Linked DNA regions of Zea mays: region 1 is linked to region 2. The links are chromatin contacts, called in public Hi-C maps. All regions are on one chromosome and are shown on one strand. The core of a region is the stretch at or near the end of the contact, and the rest is flanking DNA. Distances in the headings are between cores, read along the strand shown.

Evidence for each region. A called contact is a pair of places that touch in the nucleus more often than the background predicts.
Region 1: a contact with region 2 is called in a Hi-C map of bundle sheath, with 7 times the contacts expected there. The contact joins two enhancer-like sites. A contact is called at or near these places in 2 of 25 Hi-C or Micro-C datasets (bundle sheath and endosperm).

What each region holds. Positions count from the first base shown.
Region 1 is chr3:102,159,372-102,165,068 of Zm-B73-REFERENCE-NAM-5.0, forward strand. No RefSeq gene overlaps it. Among protein-coding and RNA genes, the nearest start is that of LOC100277583, 37 kb to the left of the region's middle. Within about 2 kb of position 4,305, at least 19 of the 20 cell types and tissues checked have an H3K27ac peak or open chromatin away from gene starts, as enhancers often do. A contact at or near this core is called in bundle sheath, where this site is marked.
Region 2 is chr3:101,904,634-101,910,159 of Zm-B73-REFERENCE-NAM-5.0, forward strand. No RefSeq gene overlaps it. Among protein-coding and RNA genes, the nearest start is that of LOC103652077, 93 kb to the left of the region's middle. Within about 2 kb of position 1,303, at least 16 of the 20 cell types and tissues checked have an H3K27ac peak or open chromatin away from gene starts, as enhancers often do. A contact at or near this core is called in bundle sheath, where this site is marked.

The DNA.
Region 1 (5,697 bases), core at 3,055-5,554, 260 kb after region 2:
TGCAGCCAGCCTTCAGAAAAGCAGTAGCTGTGCCCCGAGAAGCTACCAGGGCGCAGAAGTCGGCGTGCCCACCAATAACTTCGTCAAGGGCATCAACCTCGCCTTCAATATATTCTAATGTGCTGGGCAGATTTTCAGCTGAAGGTGTAAATTTTGCAGAGCTGACTCCGACAGAATGAAACACATCCTTCAGCCGCTGCACGCATCGGCTACCGAAGCTTAGGCATTTCTCTTGAAGTTCTTTAAAGGATTTCTGCAAATCTGAATTTTTATCCATCTCAGTTTTCAGGCTTGCTTCAAGATATTTCTTTTCTTGCTCAAATTTTTCTGACTGTTGGAGCAATTCATTCTTTAAGCTGTTATTCTCAGTTTGGACTTCAGCCAAAGAACCCTCCATAGTCTGAATAGCAAAATCCTTCTTTTCTAATGCACCCTCGTGCTCTTTAACCATCATTTCAAGATCTTGGATGGTGAAATCCTTCTTTTTCAGATCAGCTTCGTAATTTTCAACTTTTTCAGCCAAATTTTGCATGATGGCTTTGTTCTTCTCTTCTTCGAGATCTTGTTGCATTTTTAGAACCTTACTTAATAATATGCTCTGTCGAAACGATCTTCGTTAGAAAACGACCTAAAAGATAATAATAATAATAATAAAATAACAAAAATATTTGTTATCTTGAAGTTAGCATAAAGCAAGATTCCGGCGATATGGTGTCGTTGGTAACGGCAGAGGTCCGCTTCTAGCTTCGGCAAGCCAATGTTTTTGCAGAGAGTTCTAACAATTTTAGCTTCGCTGCGGTTTCGAAGGCACCTCAGCTTTCCTTCGTTAACCCCACCGAACAGTGTAGCCCCTGGCTTATATCCGCAGGCTATGGCACATTTTTTAAGCTCTGCTTTTTTAGCTTCTGTCAGTTCTTGCCCAAGTAAATCTTGAAATTCAAAATCTTCTTCCTCCAAAATGTCTTCAGCTTGCTTTTTCCCCTTTTCAGTAGCTGTGCTCGCCGCGGCCACAACAGATTCTTCCTCAGTCATTTTTAGGAGTATGTTATCAATAACTTCAAGTGTGTCTTCCAGGTTCGGATCTTCTATGGCCCCGGTTTCAGCCCGGCAGTTTCGGCTGCGCCAGTTTCAGCTTCGAAGGTTTCCTCTCTGGTGGCTTCGGCTGCGGCGCCTTTAGCTTCGGTGGTTTCGGCAGTCTGGTCAATAGCAATTCTTGATGCCGATGTCGGTGACGGTGTCCCATGAATTACATCTGCTATTTGAATAATCCTTCATTTTTTCGGCAGTGCAGGACCTTCTTCTGCCGAAGCTGCCTTGTCCTTCTGAAAAAACTTCGTCAGTTCCAGCGCCAACGGATTTAGCTTGACAGGCAAGGGTTCAGTCATTACCTTCATAATCTCTTCTACTTCAACAGCAGAAGGCGTTGCAGGAGTACCTTCTTCTCGAACCAACGTTTTTGGTTCTAGAGATGCAGTTTTCCTCTTTCTTGCAGTGGCCACCTTCGGCTCAGGGTTCAACTCTTCAGGGCTAAGTTTTTCAGAATCTTCCCTTTTCTTTTTGGCTACCTTGGCGACCTCTTTGTCAGCAGCGCTGGCAATTCTTTTTCGCTTCGGGCCTCCAGCATCTCCGCCCAGTCGACCATAATCAACATATTCAAATCCTATAGCATCAAGCACCCTGTTCAGCCTTCGCTTCGGCCGAGTGCCGAAGGCTGCTGTCATCAGCTGGTCCTCTTTTTTGGAGTAATTTCCAAGAATTTCATTACTCATTACTTCGATTGTATCGAGCCATTCTTGGCAGGGTGCTTTAAAATATTTCTTAAACTTATAATAATAGGGTAGTCGGACAAGCTCCCCCTTTTTCTTTTCTCCTTTAAGCTTCGGCATAGTCCACTCCTTCATAGTTGGAAATACTCTGAAGGCCAGAAATTCCTGCACTAAATCTCTAGTGCCAATGTGTTCTGCAATAATTTTGAATTCAGCCAGTGCGGTCCAAGTTGGACCTTCTGCTGTCATATTGCATCGGGGTCTGGTTTCTCCGAAGATCAGTTCAAGAGGGCTCTGTACCAGCTTCTCTTTGTCTTCGTCAACTTTGACATAAAACCATTCTGACTTCTAGCCTGCCGGCCATTTGCTTCGGTAGCTAATCACAGGAAATTTTGTGGTTTTCCGATAGGCAAAATTATAACAACCAAAATTTTCATGCAACCCATCCTTTCTGGCCTTAGTCTGGTAATGCAGCTCATGTACTCGACAGAAGCTGTCGGCAAACGGCTCCACCGCCTGGCTTCGGAGAGCCCAGATATAAACGCTAAGTCTGACAATGGCGTTAGGAGTCAGTTGGTGAAAATAGATCCCAAACTTTTGCAGCACATCAGAAATCATTCTATTTAAAGGAAATCTCAACCCAGCTTTTAGAAAACTCTTGAAAATAACTATTTCATCCTTTTCTGGCTTCGGGGTAGTTTCCTCTCCCCCGAAGCGAATCAGCTTCTTCTCATCTTCACTGAAATATCCCGACTTCACCATTTTGGAAAAATCAGCCTTGGAGATAGTCGACTTTCCGAAGTCCAAATGGCTAGGCTTGCTCGGTACTGCGATATGGTAATCACCGTCAGAATCAGCTTCCTCAATATCTCCTTGTTCCGCTTCGTTAGCAGCTTGTTCTATTTCGGCAGTGGGGATTCTTTCCGAGGTCACCAATCCGGATCGCTGCATTGCTTCGGAGATAGGAACAGTCTCCGCACCTTCGGCTTCGTCTCCCTCACGCTCAACTCTAGCAGTAGAGCGCACTCTGGCCATTTAATTTTGAATTTCTTGAAAGATTTCTTGAGAATTAAATAACCTTTTCTCCCGAAGCTTTTCTTCTGACGAAGTAGGCACCAAACTGGAGCTTCGTCTGAATGCGAGAGTCAAGCTTCGGCTATGGTTAAAATTTTTGGCAGCAAAACAGTGCAATAGCAATGAATGTTGTGGTAACTTCACACCTACCTGTCTGTTTATATAGTGCTGCAGGTAAGAAGATGAATCGTCAGGATTTTTACACCAGGCAAACAGTTGATCGCACCCGCTGCGCGGTGGGCCGCAAAGACCAAAATAGTGAACCTGCATGGTGGGACCGCTACGCACTCGAAAACTGTATCGTTTCTCGACAACGAGCTCAGGGAAGGTGCTTTTCGGACCTTCGGCTTCCTGAAGCCTAAGAGACTTTTTTCACGGATCAAGCTCGTTACGAAAAACGATCTAGCACCGCGAAGGGGCTACTGTTGGGACCATGCTTCGTCGCCGAAGGTCCTGCAGGAAGAAACAGCTTCGGCTGAAGCTGTCTGTACGTGATGCCGAAGGGTGCCGTTCATGAAGCTTCGGAATTACAAACCGACTTAAAGATAGAATGACCTTTTAGTCCATAAGAGTTTGAGTCGTTGTTGTAAACTTTTATGAGGGGTATGATTGTAATTGCTCACAGGCTGTGTCCTGTGCCTATAAATAGTGAACAGTATTCCTTTACTGTTCACGCATTCCTGTAATTGCAATCACATCACTCGGAAATTATTCTTTGCCAAGGCAGAGGTATGAATGTATCTAAACATTATATTTGAATATCTTAAGTTTATATAATATGTAAATGATGTTGTTTACTTCTAATTTACTTGTCTTTAATGCTTTATGTCTCGTGTTATTTTATATTATCTCTGAGAGTTCAATTACGAAGATATAACCTTCATAATTGTGTCATTATAACCTTCGTCCGAAGTTCATTAAATCCTTGGGGAAATAATGTTTCAACGGACGAAGGACATTAATATTTAACATTTTATGTTGCCTTGTTCTTAATTCATAGCATTTGAGAACAAGTCCCCAACAATATTAAACATCAGAAATTATCTTATTAAAGTGAATAGGTATCAAAGGGTTGATTAATTGAATTATATTAGGTCATACATTCAGAGAGTAATTTTGTTTAAAGGAATGTTTATGTGTGTGCATCACTAATTGGAAGAATCTACTTAAATAAAGAAAATAATAAATAAAACATCTAAAATAGATATGATTTGATTCTCATTATGGTATCCTTTTTATTGTGCATTATAATTAATCTTAGAATTTAAAGCTTTATTTGAAGTCCATTTGAAATTGGAAATATATATATAAACAAAAGAAAATAGAAAAATATGAAAAAGAAAGAAAAAGATGTATGCCTGCGCGCTTTGGGCCAATTCCACTCATCCGTGGCCCAACTCTGGGCATTCGCGCGGCCCACTTCTCCCCCTGACCTCGATCTTTAGTCACCGATGTGTGGGGCCCTGGCGTCAGCGACGGATCCTCGCGCGTACACATCCGACTTCACCCTCTGTCATGAGGACCCCACTGGACAGATTCATCCCCTCTTCGCATACCGCGCTTGGCTAACAAAATCCAGCCACCGCGCAACTGCTCGTGGATCCCGGGACTGCCCGCTTGCCTCCCCTCGAGCCCTCGGGTATAAGTACCGCAGCCTCTACGCCCCCGTATACCATAGGTCGTGCACCGAAAGCATCTCACCGACGTCGGGAAGGCATGGAGAGAGAGTGCGTACGATGCCATCGGCACGGAGCTTGCCGTGCGGCAGAATCGTGCCCCCCCCCCCCCCCCCCCCTTGGGCTGCCCTGGAAGACCGCCAAGTCCCGTGGTACTGGTGGTGGAAGCGACGTACTTTGGGGCCCTCGGTGCTCTACGGAATTGCTCGCCGGTGATGTTCCCTTGCCGCATTCCGCCTTGTGTCGTGCCCTACTTCACCTGCGCAACGGTTGACGGTAAGAACACTCCTAACTAGTCCGTTCTGGCCTCCTCTACGTGTAGCACCATTCGGATTGGGACTTGGGGCTCTGGGCCGCAAGATCACCTACTCCGGTGAGAGCTCCGCCGTGGAGAGAACTCTGTGCCACGGTGACCCTATGCTCCGTGGTAGAAGATGGTGCAGGAGCGTAGATTTATTGGCGACCGGGCAGGATTAGATGTTAGGGTGTTGTGCCGGGAGCCGTTGATCGTCCAACACATGGTCCGGATTAGATCTGTGTTTCATTAAACTGTAACCATTGATCTCGCGGGCTGCGACTGGGATTGGAGTTTGCCTACCGGTACGGTCAGGGTTGTTCTTGTCCGTTGATCCGTGAGCGTATGGCTTAGATCTGATAAGTGATACTCCTACGCGTAAATGAATCCTAACCGTCTGATCCGATCGGACGACTGGGGTACTGGCTGGTGTGAGGGTCTCGCGGGCCGTCGATTTCGGATCGTGCGAACATCGTTGAATACCGCTTCAGATCTAGACCGTGGCCATTCAGATCTAATCTTGCGGCCACGATCATCAGATACCCCTTCAGTTGTGCCATATTTATAAAAGACACCATGGAAAACTTGGAAAATAACCCGCAATCCACTTCAGTTTAACAGAAACTATAATCAGGCTCTGGAATTTATAGTTTAGACCCTGGGGTCTCCTGTATTTGTGACCCCAGTCCAAATAACTGGGAAATTGATTAAAATAAATAAAGAAATCAATTTTAATGCAAAAATAAAGTCCCAATCTTAGGAAATTCATAACTCTATGAATTTAACTCTTTTTAACCCATTCCAGTTGCAATAAATTCATAATAATGTTGTTTATTAGCTAGTAACCTTATGTTATTATGAAACATAAATTTAAACTATGCACTTT
Region 2 (5,526 bases), core at 53-2,552:
TTTTAAAACAAGTGCGATATTCCTTTCATTAACTATGTAGTTTAAAATATTCATGAATAAACAAATACAATGAAAATAAATGAAATATTTATGCAAAAACATGTTCTGATGCATTTTCAAAATTTGAGGTAAACTTGAATCAAATTCAAATATGAAATATAAAAATAAAAAGGAATAAAGAAAAAGGAAAAGGAAAAAGCTTAACTTCGCTAGACAGACTTCCTCATCCCTTAGCCCAACTCGGCACACACCCACGCGGCCCAATCCACTAACGCCGAGACCGACAGCATGGGCCCGCTTGACAGTAGAACCACCGTGTCACTCTCCCTGATGGGTCGGGCCTGTTCATCAGAGAGCGAATTCACCCGTGCGTCCGCCCATGCACCTGCTTCTGTCGCGCGGACCCACCCGTCGGTCTCACTCGTGCTAGATCGATTGGTGCCGTCACCGGGCAGTGGGGAAGCCCTGTGATCCCTGCCGCAACCACCACGCTCAACAGATTCACGCGTGCGGTCGAGCGAGGCCGTGATTCTCGCGCGGATCCAGGATTTCGTTGCCGCCACCCTTGGACGACTCGCTAGCATCTATAGAAAACGTTTGGTTTGGTTTGAGGTCAAAGAAAACTCGAAGTTGGATCCCCCTCCTCCATCTATTCGCTGTGTGCAAGCTTCTGCCGCCACCGTGAGAGAGAGCGGAGAAGAGGACTACCGGCGAGGCCTCCTTGTGGTTTGGTCACCTACTCACCTCCAAGCCTTGTTGGTCGTGCCGTCCTGCTTGCCCAGGACCTGGGGAAGGGGTGTGTGACCATAGCACGGGAGTTTTGCCGTCGGGACCCTAGTGATTGCTGGTTGGAGTTGTTGCTCCGTCGCGGTCCCGCGTGTTGTCGTGGCTGGGGTTCGACGTTGTGTATTCACCGTTAATTGCTACCTCCATTCATTCGTCCTACTTCGTATTGTGTATTGCATATGTCCGTCCGTGAATACATGCACCACTGGCACCTATGCACATCACGTTGGCGAGCTCGGGGCGGTGCCTTATTTCTTCCTCCGTGCCGCGCTGTCGGAGGTAGATGAAAGGACGACAGCCGTTGGACGTGTGACAAACGGCCCGAATTAGCCTAAGATGCAGCTCAGGAGCGATTGGTCGGGGCCCTCGAATCAACATCTGATGGTTCTGAATAGATGGGTACTCACTAAATCGTGTCCGTTGATTTCGAATCCGAAGGGCAGCGACGCGTACCGGTTCGACAAAAGTGGGGGATATATTTGGGCCATTGATCGCGGATCCTGTGGCCCCTGTTGCATACTGGTTCGATGTGTGAGTTAGATTTAATCCGAGCCCTTCATTGCAGATCGATTGGCTGAGATCCATCCATACCCTTTCGGCCAGCCCGTTTTGCGTATGAGCCCTTGGACTTTACATAAATCAACCCACCGTCTGGTCAGGTGTAGATTAATTGCGGTTGTGCCCTGGAATTTTATAAAACACACCCTGTGTTCTCGGGTTTTTGTATCCATTACCCAAATATATCCCCAGGCTTATTAAATAAGCCAAAAAATGATTTCTTAGTATGAAAATAATTCGAGAAACTTGTTTAATTCATATGTAATTAATTTTAACTCCTTTTTGATCCATTCCAGTTGCATTAAATTCGCATTAATATTGTTTATTATCTAGTGACATTATTTTGTCATGAAACATAGGTTAAAAATTATGCACTTAATTTGTTCTATATCTAACACCTAAATCTTCAGAGAATCATAACTCTTTAACCGTAACTCTGAATTTAGTAATTCTCGAACCTACGATCTCGTTATGATACATAGAACATTATTATACAATTTGTTCTTATGTTTGGTGTGATGTTAGTTTTGCCTATACCATGTCTGTTTGTATTGCTACGAGTAGCAACGAGGTTACGAGTCGCTTGAAGACCAAGTGGTGAAGTATTTGGGAATCTCGAGTCTAAGGCAAGTTGTGCCCTTGATCACTTTTCTCTACCTAATAATGTTCCTATTAATCACTGTGACATGCTCAGGTTAATTTTGATGGGACCTACTAGGTTTCCCTAGTATTGTTTATCCCACACCTTGCTTACCATTAAACTTTTGGGTAGTATATGCTATTGCTCTACGTGGTTTTGGGATTAATGTTACATTTGAATTATGATCATGTTCCAATTTTGCTATTGTTTTAATTAATGTTGTTCATGACAACATCATTGTGTTAATTGGAACATGGAGCTTAACTTGAGATAACCGTGCTACCACAAGGGTGGAATGGGACGTCCTTGGCTGACTAATTAGGAAAGTTAGTGGAGGACTACCTTAACAGAAAGGGGCAAGGCCGGTAGAGGAGCTGCGTATAGGGAGGTTCTCGGGTCGATCATGCTGCGATGGCTTTTTCGACGCGGAATTCCTATATTCCTCTTCTCAGAAACCATAGCGGGTTTTCTGAAGCTAGTAGAACTTTGTAAATGCCTCGTAGTGGATCCCTAGCCATTCACCTCGAAAGTGTCTAAGGGCCATGCATGTAACACCCAGGTGTTACTTAGGGATTTCACTCAAGCCTACACTATTGAACCCATCATCACATGTGGTTTAGTTTGAGCAAAAGACACCAAACTTGGGGATCAAGATCCTAAGAAGGTGTAACCCATCTTAGAAGTCATGCCTTGGCCTTATCATGCACCTAAAGAGGAGAGAAGGGCTCAAACCCTAATTCAACTTCCTTAGGCAAATGGAGCCCTAGAGGGGAGTATAGCAAAAAGGCAATGTAAACCACATTATCATGACTTGGGCTAATTATAAAAGTTGTAGTACACTTAATACCCTACAAATATTAGTAAGAGAGTGACCCCAAAAAGAATTCAGAAAAACCCTAAAAAGGTCACCAAAGAGAAGGACATAAAAGAAAAATCAGACTTTTCTCACTTTCAAAACCAACCCTCTTTCAAAGATCAAACATGTTCACCTTTTTCCAAACCTCAAAACTGTGGGGCCCAAATAACAAAATGGCGCCTAAAGACCTCTAGAACACCCTGGAAAAATTTGAACCAAACCCTAAGTCGGTTGACATTACTTGACACGGTTTTTGTCTCGGTCTGGACAGCTCGGACAGAGCCAACTTCCCACCCCCATATCTCTCAACCCCGACCATATCTTTGCTTGGAACTCAAATGGAAAAGATAGGATATGGTGCAGAGAAGAGACCGTACACGGGACTTTTGCTGAGATCTGCACGCTAAGGCAACCAAACAGGCCGTTGAACACTGACAGAAGTAAACCACCACATGTTCGACGTGGGCTGGCACTCCGGAACGCTCCCAGAGCATGCCCACAAGCGCACCCCCGCGCGCCCTCGACCGCCCCCGTGCCCACGCCCGTGTCGTGCCCGCTAGTGGCTACAAAGCCCACCCTCATGCACGGTCGCCTTCCCAGTTACCCCCTCCGCACCGCGCCTAACTTTCCCGAGCTCGCCCGCAGCTCCAGCGACCTCCCCGCGACCCGCCAGAGCCGCCCGAGGGCGACCACCGTGATCAAACCAACCCCGCCCACCTCCGCTCGATCCGAGCCCTCAGATAGTGTCGGTGTTTTGGGTCCGACCGCACACCCGGGGTTGCCCCTCAAGGTGTTTTTAGGAGTAGGATGGTGTTACCGACTATAGCTCGATGGTTCGTGCAGGGCGCATGAGAAACTGTGAACAATGGTGTACAGGTTCGGGCCGCTTAGATATGCGTAACACCCTACGTCCTGGCGGGAATGTTTTATGTGGCGGATTACAAGGGGACTCTCTAGTGCAAGGAATGTAGAGAGTTGGGGTAGATGGCTGAGTAGTGAGATTGATCGTTCTGAAGGGGTGCCCCCTAGGCCTTATATACTCGACCATGGGGCATTACATGCAGATATGTTGGCAGTATGCGCCTAAATGATAGTGAACCAATTGAGCCTATCTCCCTATAGTTCCGCCGACCCATCCTCGCTTGGTTCCGTTGCACGGGGTTCCAGCGCGGGAAGATCGGGTCACCGTTGTGATTACTCGCTCGAAGTCAATTGGTTGTCTGGGCTTGCACCAATCTGGCCTTATGTCAATCTTCTTCACCGGTCGTTCCTCCCCAGACCCACGAAGGGATGACCTTACGATTTATTGGGCCCCTGGGCCTTTTGTGTGGTCTTTTATCCTTCCAGTGGACCCGGGGGATATCTGTCCCCCACAAGCCCCCAATCTTTGGGTTGATTTTGAAATAATCGGCCCAAAGATCCTAGGTCCAGCTTGCGGTCTTTGTTTGTAACAGGAAGTGCTTTCTGGGTAATCCGGTAAAAACGATTTCTTACTGTCTCCTTCTGCTTTTATCACTCAAAAATTGGTGTTCTGTCTCAGACTCACGCTTCGGAGGTCAGCATTTCGTATTGTAGGACTTCGAACTTCATTGGGCGCACCAAAGATGCACCCAATGGGTGTAGCCCCCGAGCTTCGAGTGGATTTTTGCAGACAATCCACTCGAAGGTCTTCACTTCGAGTATTATCAGAAATCACTTTTATTTTCCACTTGTACTTTGTCGGAGGTCAGCCTTGTTTTGATCTTGCCCTATGCTTTAGAGGTCAGCATTGTCTTGATCTAAGATGACGATTCATTGGGTGCACCAGAGGTGCACCCAATGGGTGTAGCACCCAAGCTTCGAGTGAGTTTTTTGAAAATAATCCACTCGAAGGACTTCATTTCATGCCCTTTTTCGGAGAATCTCCCTCTCTTCTTGCCAAATGCCTTAGAGGTCAGCATTATGTTATTGATATTATGCTTTAGAGGTCAGCATATATTTTGTCTTTGAGGCCGAGTTCATGATCTGCCCATATCTTGCTAGGTAGTGCAATTTATTTGATCTGCAACTGATTGGACGTTCGATAGACGTCCCCTGGCTAGTCTTCATGTCGCTTCTGTCGATCAGACTTGTACTTCACCGGCTATATTTGGCTTTCCTTTGATTCTTACTGATATCTCACTTTTGTCTTGAGGTATTCATTGCATGCACTGCACGGATGTGACAGTTTTGAAAAATATACTGATAATTCCTGGGCGTCCCCCCAATGGGTGTAGGCAAGGGACGGCTTGGTACGCTGAGTGTTTTAGCAAACTGCTTCTGAGTAGTAATTTGATGTGACCGCGGGAGTAAGAGCGAGCATGTTGCACCATCTTAAGTTGTTGCCGACTTAAGCCGATTGCTCCGTTGGCAGGGTATAGTGGTCACCCCGAGTTAAGCAAGCGCGAGCATGTCGCACCGTCTTAAGTCATCGCCGACTTAAGCCGATTGCTCCGTTAGCAGGGCCTAGTGGTCACCCTGAGTTAAGTAAGCGCGAGCATGTTGCACCGTCTGAAGTCATTGCTGACTTAAGCCGATTGCTCCGTTAGTAGGGCATAGTGGTCACCCCGAGCTAGGCAAGCGCGAGCATGTTGCACCGTCTTAAGTCGTTGCCGACTTAAGCCGATTGCTCCGTTAGCAGGGCATAGTGGTCACCCCGAGTTAAGTA